Linked DNA regions of Mus musculus: region 2 is linked to region 1. The links are chromatin contacts, called in public promoter capture Hi-C maps. All regions are on one chromosome and are shown on one strand. Each heading gives the region's core, a stretch centred on a gene start, on an enhancer-like site or on the middle of the called end of the contact. The rest is flanking DNA. Distances are from core to core; before and after follow the strand shown. Region 1 holds the start of Hnrnpab (heterogeneous nuclear ribonucleoprotein A/B). Region 2 holds the start of Rapgef6 (Rap guanine nucleotide exchange factor (GEF) 6).

Evidence for each region. Promoter capture Hi-C pulls out the DNA fragments that hold promoters and counts their contacts.
Region 2: a contact with region 1 is called in a promoter capture Hi-C map of liver, with 4 times the contacts expected there. The contact joins the promoter of Rapgef6 here to the promoter of Hnrnpab in region 1. A contact is called at or near these places in 2 of 39 promoter capture datasets (liver and pre-B cells) and 1 of 115 datasets of contacts at active chromatin or transcription factors (astrocytes).

The regions. Positions count from the first base shown.
Region 1 is chr11:51,605,233-51,608,250 of GRCm38.p6, reverse strand. It overlaps Hnrnpab (heterogeneous nuclear ribonucleoprotein A/B), which reads left to right and starts at 1,370. Exons shown (of 8, transcript NM_001048061.1): 1 at 1,370-1,584; 2 at 1,665-1,911; 3 at 2,622-2,790. The coding sequence starts at 1,688.
Region 2 is chr11:54,521,295-54,524,220 of GRCm38.p6, reverse strand. It overlaps Rapgef6 (Rap guanine nucleotide exchange factor (GEF) 6), which reads right to left and starts at 1,376. Exons shown (of 29, transcript NM_001252494.1): 1 at 1,103-1,376. The coding sequence starts at 1,171.

The sequences.
Region 1 (3,018 bases), core at 121-2,620:
CCCACAGCTGAACAGGGGAGCACAAATCTAACTTCAGCTTACTCCATCAATGTGGGAGGAGACAGAGAATCTCCAAAGCTTGTGAGACCATTTGCCTGGAGGCCAGCCTGGTCTACAAAGTGAGTTTCAGGACAGCCAGGGCTATACAGAGAAACCCTGTCTCAAAAAAAAAAATCTATATATATCTCTATCTATCTATCTATCTATCTATATCCATCCATCCATTGGATGACTCACACCTTTAATTCCAGCACTTAGAAGGCAGGCAGGCAGTTTTCTGTGACTTCAAGACCAGCCTAGGTCTAAAAATGAAGTTGTGGGCCAGCTAGTTTGTTTAAAGGAAAAAAAAATTATAAAGAACAAAATGGAAAGTGAAGATTGATACCTTGTCTGATTTACACACTCAGGGCATAGAACTTACACTCAACACAAACGTATGCACACATACACAGGAATCATGGCCTAACCCAGGCCTTTAAAGTTTTATGGTCAATGCTTAAAAGAAAACTACCCCTCTTTACCATAACCTCATTTAACAGGGCTATTTTTCCAAAAGCAAGTTGTCAGACTAGGCAGGGTGACACATGTCTGTAATCATATCCTGGGGCTACATGAAAAGACTCTTAATTTTTCCATTTAGGATCATCTAAAAATCAGTGAAATTAAGCTAGGCACAGTGGTGGTGCAGCACATAATTCCAGCACTGAGGGGGTGAAAATGGAGGGTCAAGAGTTCAAGGCCAGTCGGAGGATACCAGACTTGGTCTCAAAAAACACAAAACGGAACCAAAGGAAAGAAATAAAAATTAAAGGCAAAGCTAAACACTAATGCGATATTAAGTATCTATGGGTGTCAAGCAGACACTGGAAATACTACGGTCCAACGTTCACTGCGCCAGGCCTCCATGGATGGCCCCAGCTAGCTCACTGAAGAGGGCAGGAGCCCTGGCATCTCAGGATGCCGAGGTTTAGGAGCAGGCTGTGCTGAAGGCCTCCGATGACCGCAGCACTCCGTAGATTAGAGCACTCCAAGATTAGGCTCCTTTCTCCGGGCGACCTTGGATTTAGGGGACTTCCTCCGGCTCATTCTCCTCTTTTGGGAGGCCGGGGTTGCTAGTGTAGAATAGGATGTAGGGATAGGATGACAGACTGCCGTGTACCCCGGGCAGCTGGGGACATTGGACGTGCTCGCCCGGTGACCGGAACCGTAGACAGTTCTCCGACTCGCGCGCGTTCTAAAATGAGGACAAAGCCCGCCCGGATCTAGAGCGCGCGCGCAGAAGCAGCCAATAAGATGCTAGGACAATGGTGAGTGGCGGTTCGCTTTGCCCAATGAGAGTATCCGTTGTTACGAGGTGGTGCCCGGCTTCGGCATTATAAAGAGCTCCACGAGTTGGCATTGTCAGGCGGTGGCACCGCGCGGGACGGAGTTAAGGTCTTCTTTATCGGCAGTGTACGGCGGCGGCCGAGCGGAGCGATAGTCAGTGGCTGCGGACGAGCCCTCGGGGGTGCGAGCGTGACCGCGGCCAAGCCCGCGCGTCGCCTTCTGCGGCGAGTAGGGCCTCGCGGCGTCATCGGCGGCGAGGTGAGCGGCCCGGCCGCGGGCGGTGGGCGGGAGCTCGGGGAGCGCCGCGGGGCCTGACGCGCTGTCGCCGCTCGTTGCAGTAGCCGCTGCGGCCTGGCCGACCATGTCGGACGCGGCTGAGGAGCAGCCCATGGAGACGACGGGCGCCACCGAGAACGGACACGAGGCCGCCCCCGAAGGCGAGGCCCCGGTCGAGCCCAGCGCGGCTGCCGCGGCCCCCGCGGCCTCGGCCGGGTCTGGGGGCGGGACCACGACCGCACCGAGCGGGAACCAGAACGGCGCGGAGGGCGACCAGATCAACGCCAGCAAGAACGAGGAGGACGCGGGGTAGGTGCGGCCGCGGGCCGCCGCCTTTGTTCTGGGGCCGTCTTTTGTTGGCGCCACGCGGCGGGGGGAGGGGCGGGCGGCCCGCGGAGCTGTGCCTGCCTGGCGCGCTTGCCGCCTGGCCCGGGCGCGGTTACGCGCCTCGGAGTTTGCAGGAGTTTGCGGGGTCGACTGTGAGGCCGATCTGGGCCGCTCGCGCGGTGCTTGGGCTACTTCGGGCCTCGGGGCGGGCGGCCCCGGAAGAGGAAAAGCGGCGGATCGCGAATCGGGCCGCGAGGGCTGCGTCTCTGCTGCGTAGGCGGAGTTGGCGCGCAGCGGGCCGGGCCTAGCCTGCCGCGAGTCGAGGGGCGGAGTTCCAGCCTGAACCCTGGGGCGGTCTTGGCACCGGGAAACCCAGAGTTCCTTGGGGCAGGTACTTGGGAGGCCGTGAGCTCAAGTAGATTCATGAGTGCAGGGCACGCTGATTTTAAACTCGTGAGGGGTCATGGGTCACATTCTTGTCCCGTATGTACCGTGTGTGGCTGTACAGTCTCGTTCAGCTGTGAGTTCCAGTTGAGTCGAGATTGCAGAGCGACGCAAGGGTTAACTTGAAAGGGGGCACCATCTCAGACTGGTCCATGGGACTGTGGCTCCATAAGCCCTTCCCCAGCCAGGAAAAGTGTCAGAATTCTTTTACAGCTTCTAAGGTTTGTGGTCTTGTCTCTCACTTGCAGAAAAATGTTCGTTGGTGGTCTGAGCTGGGATACCAGCAAAAAAGACTTAAAGGATTATTTTACTAAGTTTGGAGAGGTTGTTGACTGTACAATAAAAATGGATCCCAACACTGGACGATCAAGAGGGTTTGGGTTTATTCTCTTCAAAGATTCTTCTAGTGTGGAAAAGGTAAGCTGGGTATTTGACAGCAATCTACTAGGATTCTGAATCCTAAGGAACTCAGGCATTGCAGTGTTGAGGTGATTGCCACGAGTGAGCTTAGAGTCGTTTTGAGGGATAGTACAGATTGAGTGATTCTGGGCGATTGCAATTCTACTATAAAAAGCTTACTGAGAAGCCTGCAGGAGGGTAGGGAGCTGGGCAGGAACTAGAGAGCTGCCTTTTCAGCCTTCCTTT
Region 2 (2,926 bases), core at 127-2,626, 2.9 Mb before region 1:
GAACTCTTTGTCAAAATAAAGCATCACTAGCACTCTGGATAATGATTTATTAGTAACCTAAATTCTACACTCATTCAAAAATACAGCCAATGAATCCAAGCAGTTAATATTCCCTTCAACAATGTTGCTATTCCAGTAACACAAGATAAAAGTCCTCAACACAGCACACATGACCAAGCATAAGTTCCCCAACAGTTGAGAAAACGTCCTCTACTTAAAAAGACTCAATTTCAAACTAAGTAATTCGGTACCTGAAGAGAAACAAGGTTTTCCTTCATTACCTAAATAATGTTCGTAAATAAAACTTAAAATGCACATTACAATGGTAATCACCACAGAAAAGCTGATTCATAAATTATAAGTAGGAAAAAGTAGCCCCTGGAAAGGGGTGGGCAGGTGCCTTGTTACTATGCAAAGATCAAGGTTTCAGGAAGCAAGCTGGACACATCACAACTTCAATAATGGCTGTAACAAAGTCATGTCCCAGAGTGTTACCCAAAGTTTGAGACTTTCTATGCAAAGAACTCTAAGTATGAAACTCCCGTGACTAAAAATTAAAACATTTCATTTCAGTTACTGCAACTTCAAACAAGACGACTCATTGCATTTACATTGCTGTTGGGTTTTCCTTTTTTTTTTTTTTAATTTTGGTATAATACACATAGCCACTAAGATTATAGAAACGTCTTCAAACCAAGAAAACTTAACAAATAATCTTAAACTTCCCACGGAAAGTTTGAAAAAGCACCAGGGAACCACTCGACACGCATCACCCGCCACGGGACTTACTACTATCTGGCTGACGCAGAGTCTGATACGGACATTGGAAACCTGTCTTCTGGGGGCAATTGTGCAGTATCTGAGATGAACGCACAGCACACACTGGCTATGGTATGAACTGTCTCTTACACATCATTATTCCCAGCTTGTTTTTCAGCCCACCTGAGCACACACAAACTCAGAAGCCAGTCAACAGTAACGGTGCTTTCTTATCACAAGTACAAGGAAGTCCCCGGCAGGAAGCGGCAGGAAAGGTGCTCATCACCCTGCGCGGCTACGGCCAGGTCGGGGCCGAGCAGTGCTCGCCAGTGCCCGGCCTTACCTCAGGAGTCCGCTCGGGCGGCTTCTTCCTCAGTGCCTGCCGAGCGCCGGGGTCCACGGGCGAGTTCATGTCCGCAGCCACAGGCTCCCTAGCCTGCGTCTAGCTGCCCATTCTCCAGCTCCGGGTGTACGCCAGCCCCACCGGGAGGGAAATGAGAACTGTCGCAGGGTCCAAACTCAAGCAAACAAGTCTTCGCAACGCCCGCCCAGGGCCTCAGCCCACGCGCGACTGGCCAGAAAGACGCCTGCGCGGGGGCGAGACTGGCCGAGAACGCATGCGCATGCGCACGACGCGCACACTAACGCCCGCCTGGCCGTGACGTAGAGAGATGGGCGTGGAGGGGGCGGAGAATGAGCGGCTTGGCTTTTCTTCGCGAGACTCCGCCTCGGTTACAGGATTGTAGTTTCCGCATACCCAGCTTCCGGTTGAGGTTCCGGAAATGCTACGAGGGCGTCGCCAAAAATAGACTATCGGGTAGAGCTGTGGGTAAGATGCTTTGGTTTAGCGCTCGAGTCCGGAAACCGCGGGGCTCTTATGGCCCCGCGGAAATCGAGGCTGCCATTCAGCAAGCGGGGAAGCCCACGCACCGCTCCGCAAGCCACGGATCTCGGGGCAGTACTCGCGCACCTAGCCCACCGCAACCTTGTGGCGTATTCTACGCGACTTTAAAAAACAAAAACAAACCACGAAATCGATAGTGAAAGCTGCCTCAAAAAAAAAAAAAAAAAGAAGAAGAAAAAAAAAGAGAGAAAGAAAAAAGCGTTTTGAAGACTAGAGCTATAGTTCAGAGTAGCCTGCTGGTCTAGCGTGCACCAGATTGTCTTGGCTTCTGTGTGCAGAATTTTAGGATTTTCCTTTAAAGGGTTTAATGACCAAAAAGCCTCAGGTGGACTAAGGAACTCCTGATTCGAAAGTTGACAGATAACACCTGTGGGCTGTCAGAATCCTTGCCTTCTGAGAAGATCAGCATGCCAACTTGGTATTTATTTAGCACTTTGAGACTGTAGGGGAACCGACCCGCAGGTGAAATCTTATATCCCAGAGGTTTTTTCCCGTCCTATAGAACTTCAGGCCCTCTGCACCACCTGTGCAGCTTCCACTCCCGTGGAGAAACTGGTGTCACTTGTTCTGATTAAAGGACAGAACTTCTGTGGAGGTAGATCTGCCCTTTTATTTCCACTTGCCTCCATCCTAATCTAACAACCTTGACTAAAATCTGGGCAGTGAGAGTGAGTGGGTGGGGGCTGCTTTAACCTAAGCAGTGCTCAGAGCAAACCTCTCCACTCCGTTTTGTATTGAATTTTACATTCTAGTCTCTAACAAAATAAAGACAGCTTCAGTTTTGTTACTTGTCCTTTGGAACAAGAAAAGCTGCAAAAACTGATTGTTATTATTCCTGTTATGATAAAAGTAACCCTAGGTTTATTTTGGCCCCCAGATTGAGCCAGAAGTAACAGGAGCTGTCAATCAATGGACATGAGTGCTGGGAACTTAACTCAGGCCCTCTCCGAGGGCACTGCTTGCTCATAAACCACAGAGACATCTCTGCAGCCTATTGTTTAGGTTTTTTTTTTTTTAATGTTTCTATTGTGTGTGGCATGTACCTCTGTGCTCATGGAAACATCTTATAGGAGAGTGTTTTTTCTTTCACTATCTGGGTCCCGAGGAATGAAACCCAGATTATCTTGGTAGCAAGTGCCTTTTCCTGCCATGCCATGGCGACAGGGGTGTTAAGTAGCTGTTCATTTTGTCCACAGTCAGGTAATAGCACATGATGAATCCTCTTGCTTAGCTGGCCTTCTTATTCAGTCCAGTACCCCAGGC